Regions from separate parts of the Mus musculus genome. Here region 2 is linked to region 1. A link is a contact called in public HiChIP or PLAC-seq data. All regions are on one chromosome and are shown on one strand. Each heading gives the region's core, a stretch centred on a gene start, on an enhancer-like site or on the middle of the called end of the contact. The rest is flanking DNA. Distances are from core to core; before and after follow the strand shown.

What was found. HiChIP or PLAC-seq counts read pairs in DNA pulled down with a chosen protein or histone mark.
Region 2: a contact with region 1 is called in an H3K4me3 HiChIP or PLAC-seq map of forebrain, with 4 times the contacts expected there. The contact joins the promoter of Mtres1 here to the enhancer-like site in region 1. A contact is called at or near these places in 7 of 39 promoter capture datasets (the 3T3-L1 cell line, the C10 cell line, embryonic stem cells and 4 more), 1 of 484 Hi-C or Micro-C datasets (the N1E-115 cell line) and 4 of 115 datasets of contacts at active chromatin or transcription factors (the 230-238 cell line, embryonic forebrain, embryonic hindbrain and 1 more).

What each region holds. Positions count from the first base shown.
Region 1 is chr10:43,017,587-43,023,930 of GRCm38.p6, forward strand. Sobp (sine oculis binding protein) reads right to left here. Exons shown (of 7, transcript NM_175407.3): 6 at 3,396-5,332. The coding sequence ends at 3,407. Among named protein-coding and RNA genes, the nearest start is that of Gm47815, 14 kb to the right of the region's middle. Within about 2 kb of position 3,900, at least 71 of the 459 cell types and tissues checked have an H3K27ac peak or open chromatin away from gene starts, as enhancers often do. A contact at or near this core is called in forebrain, where this site is marked.
Region 2 is chr10:43,537,323-43,543,940 of GRCm38.p6, forward strand. It overlaps Mtres1 (mitochondrial transcription rescue factor 1), which reads right to left and starts at 3,696. Exons shown (of 4, transcript NM_026411.2): 1 at 3,618-3,696.

The sequences.
Region 1 (6,344 bases), core at 2,650-5,149:
AAAGAGTCACGTGTTCTCTCTACCCATTTCCACAGCTCTAGAAACATGTAAGAGACTGGAGAACCACAGAGCAGAGGGCACTGTGTGGGTCTACTGCCCCAGGAGAGCATAAAGAATGGGGTGAAAGGGTTATTCCTGGTTTTCATTTTTTCCCATTGATTATTTTGTTTAAAATATGTTGTTTCCCTGGAAAACCAAGGAATGAGGATATTTTCTTTGAATACTTTCAAAAATTTACACATGGTTGCTCTGAACTCCCCGATGTACCATAAATAAGCATAAACTATAGAGATTCTAGTACAAACATCTCTCTGAGTTCATACAGCTACCCACCAAGCTTCCAGGCATCGGCAAAGGAGGGACTAGTCCATCTACCAGTGGAATTCTGTGTGGGGAGAATAGTTTAGACATACTCATACATTGTTTTCATTATTATTTGTGGGATTTTTTTTTCTAGCTACTGAGGCAGTGGGACTGGGATTCCTAACTTTAAACATTGGCGATTAAAAAGAGTTTACAACCATCTAAAAGTCTTCAACTAAACTTAATCAGTTCTGCATATGGGAGAAACATCTGCCGGTTGGAATCATTTGTAACCATACGCACAAACAAGAATGAATAAAGTCGGGAAAGCGGGGACAGAATAATTTCAAAATGGGAGAGGGGGCCTGCAGTCTACAGAGGTTGAACAAATGTGTCGAGTTCTTTGAAGGCAGATCTAGTGGCTTTCGGATTTTGAAATGTATTCTAAAAAGTATGGTATGGTACGGTGAAGGTGAAGCAGCTGATTTAGCTGATTTAGGCAGCAAGACCTCCCTGGGGATCATGGCTTTGACCTCCAGTACTGAGATCTGCAGGTCCGCACCATGGCATGTCACCTTTTACGTGGGGCTGGTGATCCTTGTGCTTGTGTGACAAGCGCTTTGCCCACCAAGGCATCTCCACAGCCCTTGCTTTTATTTATTTTTTTATTCTTTTAATGCTTTCAATTTGACTTGTTACCAAGGAGCGCTCACTATTAGGGCGCAAAGGGTACTCAGCCCTTAGTTAATAGAGTATTTCCAACTCTCCAACCACGAGAGTTCCTGAGAGTTAGAGCAAAAGCAACACTGTCTGAGCAGGGAACCAGAAGGGCCAGAGAGTGGAGCACAGCAGGTGGAGGCTGGGCCCTGAGGTGATGTGGGGCCAGCGATTTACTTGGGTGCTCTGCTGACTTACTGGAGACATGGTCTCCCCTCCTTAAATTCCTTGCCTTGCCTCCTCTCGGCAGCCCTCAAAACCCTTGCCTGATTTTCAAAAAGAACTATAATTTCTTGAGAAACTCACAATAAAAAGGACTCTCCAATCACAAGAATTAGGCTATTTGGTACCAGCATCTTCTAGACTTGGCTATTGCCAAGTTAACATTTTTAGTAGTGACGCTGACCCACGGAAACTACCCTTGTCCGATGGATGACTTTTTCAGAAGCACAGGTCACCCAAACAGCCATCCATACACCTTATGCTTTTAATAGATACTTTAGACACTTATAGGGACTGTCACTGTTCCTGTCCTGGTCTCTTAGCACAGTAATGGCAATGAGATCTTTTACCCTCCCATTCTTCCTTGAGTGTGTGTGTGTGTGTGTGTGTGTGTGTGTGTGTGTGAGTGACAAGTCCCAGTGCTTTCTAAAGGTTCTCACTTTTGGGGGGGTCACTCAAAGCATTGTCAAGCAGATTAAATTATCTGGGGTGTTTTCAGTTGGCATGCTTTCCAGAAGGCCAAGACCACTGCCTTCAGACTGAAGGCATCGTAGGCTAAAGGAGGAAAGAAGAGTGGCCTCATCTCTGGTGTTCTGGCCCCACTGGCAAAGCCACCAGCAGGAAAGGAGACCTCAAACCATGGTGGCCAAGAAACGATTCTCACACTAGCCATTAGCTCTGGTTCAGGGCTTCCACTCTGGCTGTAAGCCAAGTGCTCACGTTCCCACCATGAAAGCAAGAGGTTGGTGGGCTCGGATCGTGTACACCGGGCGAGTTGGTAAGTGGAGGCTCATTGCTGTGCTTTATAAACTTTGCCTCAAGGTGATAAGAGACCTTTTGTAAATGTGGTGACAGAGGGACTAGTGAGACGATTCTCCTACGGTGCTCAAAAGGAAATTAAGCTTTGGACTTCCACAACTTGGATTTGAATCGAAACTCTGCCCACAAGTTAGATAATCTTGGACAAATTCCCCAATCCTATTTCTCCACTAGGAGGATGAAGATAGCTAGCTGTTTCTTTGGAGATAGCTCCAAAGAAATATTATGGGGAAACACCCAGAAGAGCCTGCATACCCTGTGAAGATACTCGTCCTCCTCCCCTCCCCCAGGCCTCGTCCCCCCCCCCCACCATAGGACGTAGTCAACCTACTTTGCACATTCTTCTGTGTGTCCCCAGCCCAGGGAAGGAGCAGTGTCTAAGTTAAATGCTGGAGGAACACCCATTTCTCTTCTTTCTGTAATCGGTTAATAAACAATGTTTATTATAACAAACCAATGTTTTGGCTTGTTGCCTGCTTGGATAGATGGGAGAGCTCACCCTCTGCGATTGAATGGACAGGCCTGAAGTCAACACCGGGTCCGCCACCGACAAGCTCTGACTGAGCAAATATTTCCAAGTCACAGCTTCCTTCTTGGTAGTATGCTACCGGACGCCTACTCCACTAGGATTGGCAAGAGTCGCTACAGTGGTTCATGTGTGGTCCCCGCCATCTCACAGAACTGTTGGCTCACTGGATATTAAGTAGGGTACAGCAGTCATAGGGTACAGAGACATGCCTGCCACTTCATTAAGGTCTACACGTAGAAGTGAGACTCACCAGCTCAGCCACTGAGTACCCGAAAGGGGGGCGTGGTAGGTTGGCCGTAAGGCTAGTTTTTCATTTTAGCCCACAGATATGGTTATCTTGAGAAGCTAGAGTAAGAGTCATCTGCCAAATGGACTACCAGCTCTAGGTGCTCGCCCACTGATGGGTTACCCAGACATTTCAATACTGCTCTGCAACCTCCTAACTGAACAGTAAGATTCCTCAAGTAATCGTCCCTCCCATGCCTCCTTTTCCAGTTGGATAAATTAGGTATGAACCCGAAAAGAAGAAAATAGTGTGTCACAAAACAGAGTGTGCTTTCAACTCAGGTTCAAGGGCTTGAGTGATCTTGGCTCTTAACTGTCTCTCGGCTGTAAACTGCTAATGGTGTACTAAATAGCATTGCCAGCTGTCATAGGTATTGGATCAAAACGTTGATGGTACCTGGCCACCCAGAGTGCTCAGAGAAAGCGGTAAGTGACACGATGGCTGCATCTCACCTCCGCCTCTAACAAGCAAGGTGAGGGGCGCTGTCTCTTGGAGGAACGCCCAGGTGGACATACAAACCTTTTATTTTTTTACTTATTCTGGTTTCTAATTCGGAGGCACCTCCTTTTGAGCGGAGGCTCCAGGTCCTCAGGGCCAGCGCTGAGCATGGGCGAGGAGATGACGCACGGCGTCATGGCAGCCTTCTCCGCGGGTTTTGGCACAGGCTGGATCACGCAGCCGGTCTTGGGCAGCATCCGCAGAGCATAGGCGTGGTCCTCGTCCGCGGGGTTATTGAGGTTCGGGTCCGACTTGTCGCCCCCCGCCAGGGCTTCCTCCCCCATCAGTTTTTTGGTCGCTTCCCCGTCCAGGTGGCAGTTGGAAGCGCAGTTGTTCTCCTTGACCGACTCCAGCTCGTTCACCACAGGCTCCTCGGACGACAGTAGCTTTTTGGGAGGGGCTGGGGGCGGCGGCTGCTCCGGCGGGGGCTCCGCGCCCTTGGCCTCGGCCGGGGCGCTGCGGGTGCCGTTCACGATGACGTTGCAGGCGGCAGCGGCCTCGGGGCCCGCGGGGGCGCCCGGGCCGGGGTCGCCGGCGGCGGGCGGGCTGCAGTGGCCGTCCCTGCAGCCGCCGCAGGTCCTGCGCTCCGCGGCTCCCGGCTCGCGCTCCGCCTTGACGTGAGCGTGCAGCGCACGGTGTATCACGTTGTGCAGCCGGGCTCGGTGGCCCACGGTCAGGTCGATGACGCCGTCCTGCGGGCCGTGCAACACGCCCGCGAAGCCCGGCTGGCCTCCCGCACCCGCGGGGCTGCCTGCGCGCCGGGTCAGGTCCACCACCTCCCCACGACCGCGCTCCGCGGGCGCCAGGCTCAGAGCCTGGCCGGAGCTTCCGGGTGGCGAGTCGGCTGACTTGGAAGAGCCCTGCTTGGAGTCCCGCGGGGACAGGGAGCGTCCACCAGCCTTGCCTCCCGCCGCCGATGAGTCGCCCGGAGCGCTCGGAACGAAGCTCTCCCCGTTGCTGGAAAATCCGTTGGGGGGCTTGGAATCGTTCACATGGGGAATGGGGATAGGGATAGGGATGGGCACCGGCAGGGGCACTATCACTGGGTACGGCACGAGCAGCGTGGGGGGCGGCACCAGCGGGGCCAGCGAAGGCAGCCCGAAGTTCATCATCTGGGGAACCGGCATCGGGCCGTTTGGCATCATGCTAACCGGAGGGAAGGGAAGGCTGGGCAAGGGCGCGCCCGGGGGCGGCGGGGGCAGCAGCCCTGGGGGGTTCCCAGGCATGGTAGGGGTACTTGGGGGGTGGATGTGGGGCGATAGCATGGGCCGGTGCATGGGGCTGGAAGTGGGGCCTAGGTTCCTGGGGCCTCCGGGCGGGGCCCCAATGCCCGGGAGCATGGGGTTGGACAAGGGACTATTGGGGTTGGAGGCGTGGTGCGGTGGTCCGCGGATGAAGGGCGGGCGGATCTGCTGGATAATTTGCTGCTCCATGAAGATGGGCAGGGGCACTGGGCCGCGGTTGGTCATCACCATGGGAGGGCTGCGAGGCGGGACACCCAGTGGAGGTCCGATGCTAGCAGGTGGCTGGACCGAGACGGGAGGGATGCTCGGAGTCTCGCTGATGGGGAGGGACTTGGGCACTGGCGTGGGGATTTTAGTGACAGAGCAGTTGGCAGTGTCAGATGGAGAAACGGTGGTGGACGAGGATGGGCCGGGGCCCTGGCTTTGGCCAGCTGCAGTCACGGGGGAAGGGGCTTTCCTCCGAGCATCTGTTAGCGGGATATTCCAAGAGTCTGGCGTGAGCAGCTGCACCCCGGTGCCTTCTGCTTTACTTTCCATGTGAGGGTGGAGTGTGCTGCACAGCCCGGCTGGAAGATTGGCCTGTGTCTCTTTGTAGAAAATGTCCATTTTGTATTGATTGAGACATTTTGCACTGCAGAACTGAAGCCTTCTCTCCCCGTCCCCAAAATCCAGGTATTCTTTTGTGTGCCTTATGTGTTTACACCAGTCACACACCTACAACACAGCAATAGAAACCACAACAGGTAAGATAAGCAACTTTCTTGGGTACATGGCGTTTCATGTTTCACATAAAGGCTCTATTAAACTCTATCATCATTTCCCAAATAAGTTGAAGGGTACCCTTTACAGGGTACATTTCTGAAAGATTTATGAAATAAAGAATTTGCTTTATAAATAGGATCCTCAAAATTAGCAACAACCATTCTCCCCCCCCCCCCCGCCGCCCCTTTTCAAAGATGGCTCTGACAAAATGGAGTACACCTGTCCAGGACACTTACCCAGTGCTCCTATGAAGTACGCCTGCCCTGCACACCTGCCCTGCACACCTGCCCTGCACACCTGCCCTGCACACCTGCCCTGCACACCTGCCCTGTACGTATACCTAGGACACCTACTCAGTACACTTGTCTTCATATTTTCACTTGCCTAACAGGCTCATGTAAATACATATCTATATAACGTTGGAGGGAAGGAATCTCCAGGGAGTTCAACAATCAGGCAACATAACCTCTTAAAATTCTCCTTATGTAAAGCCACTGTGCACTGTATCCAATAAAGTGGTTGGAAAGGGTGTGCTGTGCTAACCAATCGCATAAAGCGCCGAACACCGCTATGTCTGGCTTCCAAGGAGAAACTTGGACTTAGTCATGAAGTCTGTGTGAGGTTCAGCTCTCCCAACCCGTGATGTTGCAGCAAGCTAGAATTATTTTTTGAGCTGTTTGCCCACTCTTTCTCGGCAGTCAGAATTTTGGTGACATTTCTTGGCAGACAGTCTTATTTAACAACTTTTCAAACACCAGAGAACACTTTCCAAAAGTTGTTATGGCTTCCACCCCACCCCCTTCGGATCTACTCCTGGCAAAAGAAAGATATCACCAAATTTATTTTAAAGCTGGGCTGCAGAGCTAATTAAAGGCTCAGATGCCTTCCCAATTGGAAATCACTAGACACCAAAGTTCAAAAAATAGTCCTTCTCGGCTTCAGAACCCATTACTTTGGAGAAATT
Region 2 (6,618 bases), core at 2,446-4,945, 520 kb after region 1:
CCTATGATCCACCCTTTGGGAAACACAGACATTGGGAGAGCTCGCTAACCAGCCAGCCACCCAGCCTAGCGATGATGGCAAGCTTCAGGTTCAGTGAGAGACCAGTCTTGAGGCAATGAGGTAGACAGTGATGGAGTGACAGAATTCCAATGACCTCACCTAGCTTCCATATCACATACACAAACATACTCACTCTCTTCACTCACACACACACACACACACACACACACACACACACACACAATTTCTTTTCCTTTTGTATGGCCTCCTGACGGTCCCAGATCTTCTGCCATCCTTATCATTTGTCCCTTTCCAGATTCTGGTAGCGCCAATATGTCTTTTGCCTTCGCACCCCCACGCCTCCCTTTTGAGGTAAGGTTTCATGTATTCTAGGCTGCTTTAAACTCACCATGCTAGCAAAGGCTACTTCCGAACTTTTGCTCCTCCCGCCTTGGCCTCTTGTACTGGGTTTACAGGTATGGATTACGATCCTTGTCCACCTGAGCAGAGTCAGTACAGAGGACCCGTGACTGCTGTTTGTAGTAAGGCCTGCTGCCAACCCTGTGCTGACTAGTGACTGTGAAACTGGACTTCAGCAGAGTTCCCCACATTCTCCAAACTTAAGTGACTCACTCTACTGAGACTGTGATCTGCTTCACACTGAGCACTTAGCTTTTCTCCTAGAAGCCTGCCCTAAGTTGCTGTGGAGGAATTCCACGCTTCCTGCATGATCCCAAGGCAGACTTGTAGATAACACCAGGCCTGGCTTCCTTCTTTTTGCCCATGTCTCTCCCTTTTCCTTACTTTGCATCATAAACCCACAATGTAATAAATCATAGCTGCGGGTATGGCTATATGCTGAGGCCCACAGACACAATGTCTAACTAAGTGTCTGACATGACCAAACCCAGAACCAAACACGTGATATCAGACCTGCTGAACCTGGAACCTTCTTCATTTTAGTTAATGTAACAGCATCTGCCTGGTGACTCAAAACAGAAGCTAGTGGCTTTCCTTTCTTTCTTTTCAAGGCAAGGTCTTGTTATATAGCCCTGTTGTCCTTCAGTTCACAGCCTCCCCGGGGCTCCCACACTTTGGGATTACAAGCACGTCACACCATGTCCCGCTTCTCATGACTTTCCACTGCCTTGCTTTGAGACAGGGTCTCAGGTAGCTCAAATTCTCTAGGCTGCCTTGAAACTCTTCTGCCTCCAAAGTGCTGGTGACTGGAGACTACAGGTGTCCACTCCTGGACAGTTTTCTTCTTCTTTTTTCGAGACAGGGTTTCTCTGTATAACCATGGCTGTCCTGGAACTCACTCTGAAGACCAGGCTGGCCTCGAACTCAGAAATCCGCCTGCCTCCCGAGTACTGGGATTAAAGGTGTGCACCACCACGCCCGGCTTCCTGGATTATTCATGTTAATTACTGTTGTTTGTATACATGGTGTATATAAGTCGTCTCTCTCTCATCTTGGCAACACATCTGGCTTTCTGGCATGGGTTTCAGGGAGTGAATACGACTTCAGGTTTGGCATGGTAAAAGTTCAGGCCAGCATGAACTACCAGGCAAGACTATAAAAGCAGCTCCCCCAAAGCATTCAAAAGAAAAAAACACTCCTGGGCCTGGTGGGGCAGGGTGATGTGACGGATCAATGGCTGCTTAGGCCAGAGTGTGGCCGAGGCCAGCCTGGTTAACTCAATGAGAGCCTGTTTCACAGAATTAAGAAAGGTGCTACTGTAAACCCGGTCCAAAAGTCCATGGCTGGGAAGATCCTGGGGAACCTGTTGTTGGTTTGCTACACAAATATGGTGTCAAAGTGCCTTCTACATATACACCCAGAAGTTAGCTTTAAAAAGCTTCTCTTTGCAGTGGGCATCAGTTAAAGTATAAACTGATTAAAGTACGGGGACTTACGTGCTCAGCCCTAAATGAGACAGCTACACCACACCCTCACACACAAAACCCAAACTAAACAAAACCTGAACAGTGACAACCGTGTCTGTCTTACTTGGTCAGCTTCAGCCCCTGCCGCACTGACACTAGTCTTCATGGTCCTTACACACAAGCAGCTATCCTTAAAGAGTGTTTTCCATGGCTACAACTGATTTAGAGCTGGGGTGATTATAAAGGATAGAGATTTTTTTTTACTCATGCCTCTAGAGTCTGGGAAATTCAAGTCAACTGCCTCTAACCCTCTTCTCCCCTTAAACAAACTCCCCTTCCCTTCTGCCCTTTAGAAGCTGCCATTTGGTGAAAGGACTTCTTGCTGCATCACAAGGTGGAAGATAAGGATGGTGTAAGCATGCCAGAGAGAGCTTGTTTTCATAACAAAGCCACGTACTCCCTTAATACCCACTAATACCGACTGTCCATTCTTCAGAAAGAACCTTCATGGCCCTGCTCTTCCTAAAGGTACTGCACCAAATTCCTAACACATGAAACTAGGGGGACACATTCTGGACAAACTAGGGACCTTTGTTCCAGACAGGCCTAGAACACTCTCACTTAGGTATCTGCAAGGAAACTCACCTTCAAGTCTAGACTCAAACACATCCCCTCAGCGGGGCCTACCCATTCCATTCCAACTATTCCAACGCAACTCCACCTTGCCAATCGGTCCCCTTTACCACACTTACCCCACCCCCAGAGCTAATCACAGGCTGCTGTGTAATTTACCAGATGCTGTCTGCATGTGCATACACTCCACAAGACTAGACTTCTTCTTCATCCCTGTTTTATTTATCTCACGTGCACAGAAATAGTGCCTGGTAATTAAAAACTTGCAGAAGCTAGGAACGCTGTTGCAAGCCTATAATTCAAGCATCTGGGAAAGAGGCAGGAGCTCACGTGTTCAAGGACATCGTTCACTATAAAAGTAAGAAGCCAGTCACAACGAGGCCGCCTTAAAAAAGTCTTATAGACCTAAGTCTGGAGGTCACCCAGACGGCACGAGAGATACAGAGAGTTTTAGTAGGAAAGTAACCCGGCAGGAGTCCATATGAAAAAATCTCCTTGACGGCAGTTTGCATTAGAGATGACTAGGAAAGAAAGCCCGTAAGGTTCGTTTCGGGTGAGATTTCTATAAAGCTATAGACTCTATAACGAAGGCTAAGACTGGCAGAAGAGCAGTGTTTAGGATACACAGGCAAAGCTGTCCTTGACCTGCACTACGCTGGGAGTGGATCCACGTTCCTTAGCGTGTCACCGCTCTGTAAGACCCGGGCCTGGCCTCCAGTTGGTTGGGTCTACAGCTACGAAACCCTTCCCTTCTGCGGACGTCGGAAGCGGACTTCTACACAAGATCGAGTTCCCCTGGAGCCCTCCCATCCCGAACCTTCCCCAGGTCCCCCAAGGTCAAAGGAAACTGGACACTCCCACGCCGCCCAGCCCCGAGTCAGTGTGTCTGCAGCTTGCTGCACCCAAGTCCGGGGACGCACAGCCTGGGCCAGCTTAATTCCCACGGTCCCGGGGTTCGAGAGGCGTCCCTAGGCAACCCCAACTCTGCGGAACGGGAAGGGTTCGCAGACACGGCCGGAGCGCCGCAGGGCAGAAGCCAGCCGAGGGCGAAGCGCCCGGCGAGGGGCTGAGCCGGCGGGCCAGTAGGGGCGCACTCACCTGCGCAGTCCGCTGGTCCCTCCCCGGACCGCGCCGACCGCAGGCGGGAGCCACCTCCGCACCTGCCCCGCCTCTTCCGCCCCAGCCTACGCAGAGAGTGGACCCCTAGGCGCATCTGAGCACGGTGGTGGCCTCACAGCGTCCCCTGCTGGACGCGGCGCCTTGGAGGACCACGCTGTTGAGGTCGGGGTGTGGGGAAGTGAGGTGGGGGGGGGGGGGGGGGGGAGAGGGGACGTGGGAGGCCCATCCCAGGCCCGCTGAGCTTGGCAGCCAGTTCCAGAAGAATTTGGTTTGGAAGCAAAAGTTCTTTCTCTCGAATAGCCAAAGCCCTGAACTTCTTAGTGAGTTATAGATGTTGTCTCCAGAAAACTGTCTTAACATCACAGAATATAAGAGTTTACTTCTAACCCGTCCGTGTGTAGGTGTATCGCTGTAATCCCAACACTGGAGAGACCGAGGTAGGAAGAATGGGGGTTCAAGGTTTTCCTTGGGTACATGACTAGGAAGTTCGAGGCCAGGCTGAGCTACAAAGAAATAAATATAAATGGGAATAAATAAAATACCTCACATTGGGTGTGATCCTATCATTGGGGGAGTGGAGGCAGAAAGATCAAGTAAGTCACTTGACCTGTCTTTGGCTACATAACAAGCTTGAGACCAGCTTGGGTTACATGAAACCCTGTCTCAATATATCAACCCCTGACCCCCCACCCCCCAAAAAAAACTAAGTCACACCGTTTTCGTTCAGTTTTCTTGCCATGCCAGAAGTGATTGGACAGGGGTTAGAGTCTAGGAAAACACGGTTTAGTGGAACCAGTGAAAACAAACCTTGGGAGTCAGATGGAATATAGCCCAGACACTAGAGTACAGTCAGTTTCACAAAAGTTGTTTTTTTGTTTTGTTTTGTTTTGTTTGTTTGTTTTTAAAACGTAAATACTTTTACGTGTATGAGTGTCTTTGCCTGCATGTACCATGTGCCTCTATGCTGAAGGAGGCCAGAAGAGGGCATTGCATCTCCTGGGACTGGAGTTACAGATGGTTGCTAACCACCATGCAGATGCTGGGAATGGAATCTGGCTCATCTGGAAGAGCAGCCAGTGCCCTTCCCTCTGGAGCCCAGGTTTAGATATGTTTGCGTTAACGTTTGTTGGGATATATGCTGTATTAAACGAGAAGTAGCCTTCCTGATTTTCTTCTTTTTCAGACGTTTCCCTTCCAAGTCTGTGAGCTCTGTTCCCCGCCTTTTCATTGATGCTCCTTTCTCCTAAGTTGGCACAATAGTTTCTTGATTGTGTTTGTATAAGAGGAATGCACAACTACAAATTGTTTCAAATGCTGAAATGATACATCTACACGGTTGACATTGTGAGATCAGGAGGGATACACAGTTGCATTTACTTGTAGGTCAACACCTGCCATCATGTTTGACCTAGGGAACTCAGGTCTTTTAGTCTTGGCAGCGAAAGCCTTTATCCTTTGAGCCAGTTCACCACCCCTTGGGAAAAAATTTTTTAAAAAAATTAAAAAGATTGCAGGGTATGGTAGCCCATGTCTTTAGTTTTAGCATTTGTGAGGCAGAGGCAGGCAGATCTCTGTGGGTTTGAGACCAGCCAGGTCTAAAAAGCAAGTCTAGAACAGCTAGGGCTCCTTTCACAGAGAAACACTGTCTCAAAAAACAAAACAAAACAAAACAAAACAAAAAAACCAAACAACCAAACCAACCAAACAAAAAATGTTATTTCTGTGGGTGTCTGTGGGTGTGTAGGTCAGAGGACAGCTTGCCGGAGTCTGTCTACTATGTGGGGCCCAGGGATCAAAATTGCATTGCCAGGTCTGGTAGCAAGTGCGTTTACCCACTGAGCCATCTCACAGGGTGAAATCTTTTTAAGATGACATACAGAGGACCAGGAGAGATGGCTCAGTGGTTAAGAGCACTGGTTGCTCTTCCAGAGGATGTGGATTTGATTCCCAGCACACATATGGTGGCTTATACTATCTGTAGCTCCAGTTCCAGAGACCAATCCCTCTTTTGACATGTGAGAGCATCAGGCACACACACACACACAAGCAAAATTAATATTTGAATACACATTTATTTTCTTTATTAATTCTTCAGGTATTGTAGAAAAAACACTTGTTCATAATAATTAGTAATTCTGTAGAAAAGAAAAAATAGTTAATACAAAGGCCTTTATATGTGTAATTTAAAAAATATTTATTTGGGCAGGAGAGATGGTTCAGCAGTTAAGAGCACTGACTGCTCTTCCAGAGGTCCTGAGTTCAATTCCTAGCAACCACTTGGTGGCTCACAACCACCTGTAATGGGATTAATGCCCTCCTCTGGTTTGTCTGAAGAGAGTGACAGTGTACTCAGATACATAATATAAATAAATAAATCTAAAAAATATTTATTTTATGTCTATTCAAATATTATCTCATATAGCTTGACTGACCTTGAACTTGCTCTGTAGCTAAGGATACGCTTGGACTTCTTGTTTTCCTGCCTCCAGCTCTTGAGTTCTACTGTAGGCCAGTGCAATCACACTTGGCTTTTATTTAAAATATACATTAAAAAGAAAAAGCGGGAGGCAGAGGCAGGCGGATTTCTGAGTTTGAGGCCAGCCTGGTCTACAGAGTGAGTTCCAGGACAGCCAGGACTATACAGAGAAATCCTGTCTCAAAAAATCCAAAAAAAAAAAAAAAAGGCCTGGAGGTGTAGCTCAGTGGTAGAGTACTTGCACAGCGTATGTGTGCTCTGGAGTTACTGTAAAAATAAATAAATAGCAAATAAATTAAAAATAAAGCTGGACATGGTGACTCACTCATGCCTATAATTCTAGATCACTTGGGAGGTGAGGCAGTTGAGCCTCTGGGAGTTTGGGGCTAGCTTAGGCTACAGAGTGAGCCAGCCTGGACTACAAAAACCCTGTCTCTAAAAGCAAAACAGGATCAGACAGTGTGGTTCAGTTGGTAGAGTGCCTAGCATGTACAAGACTCTGAT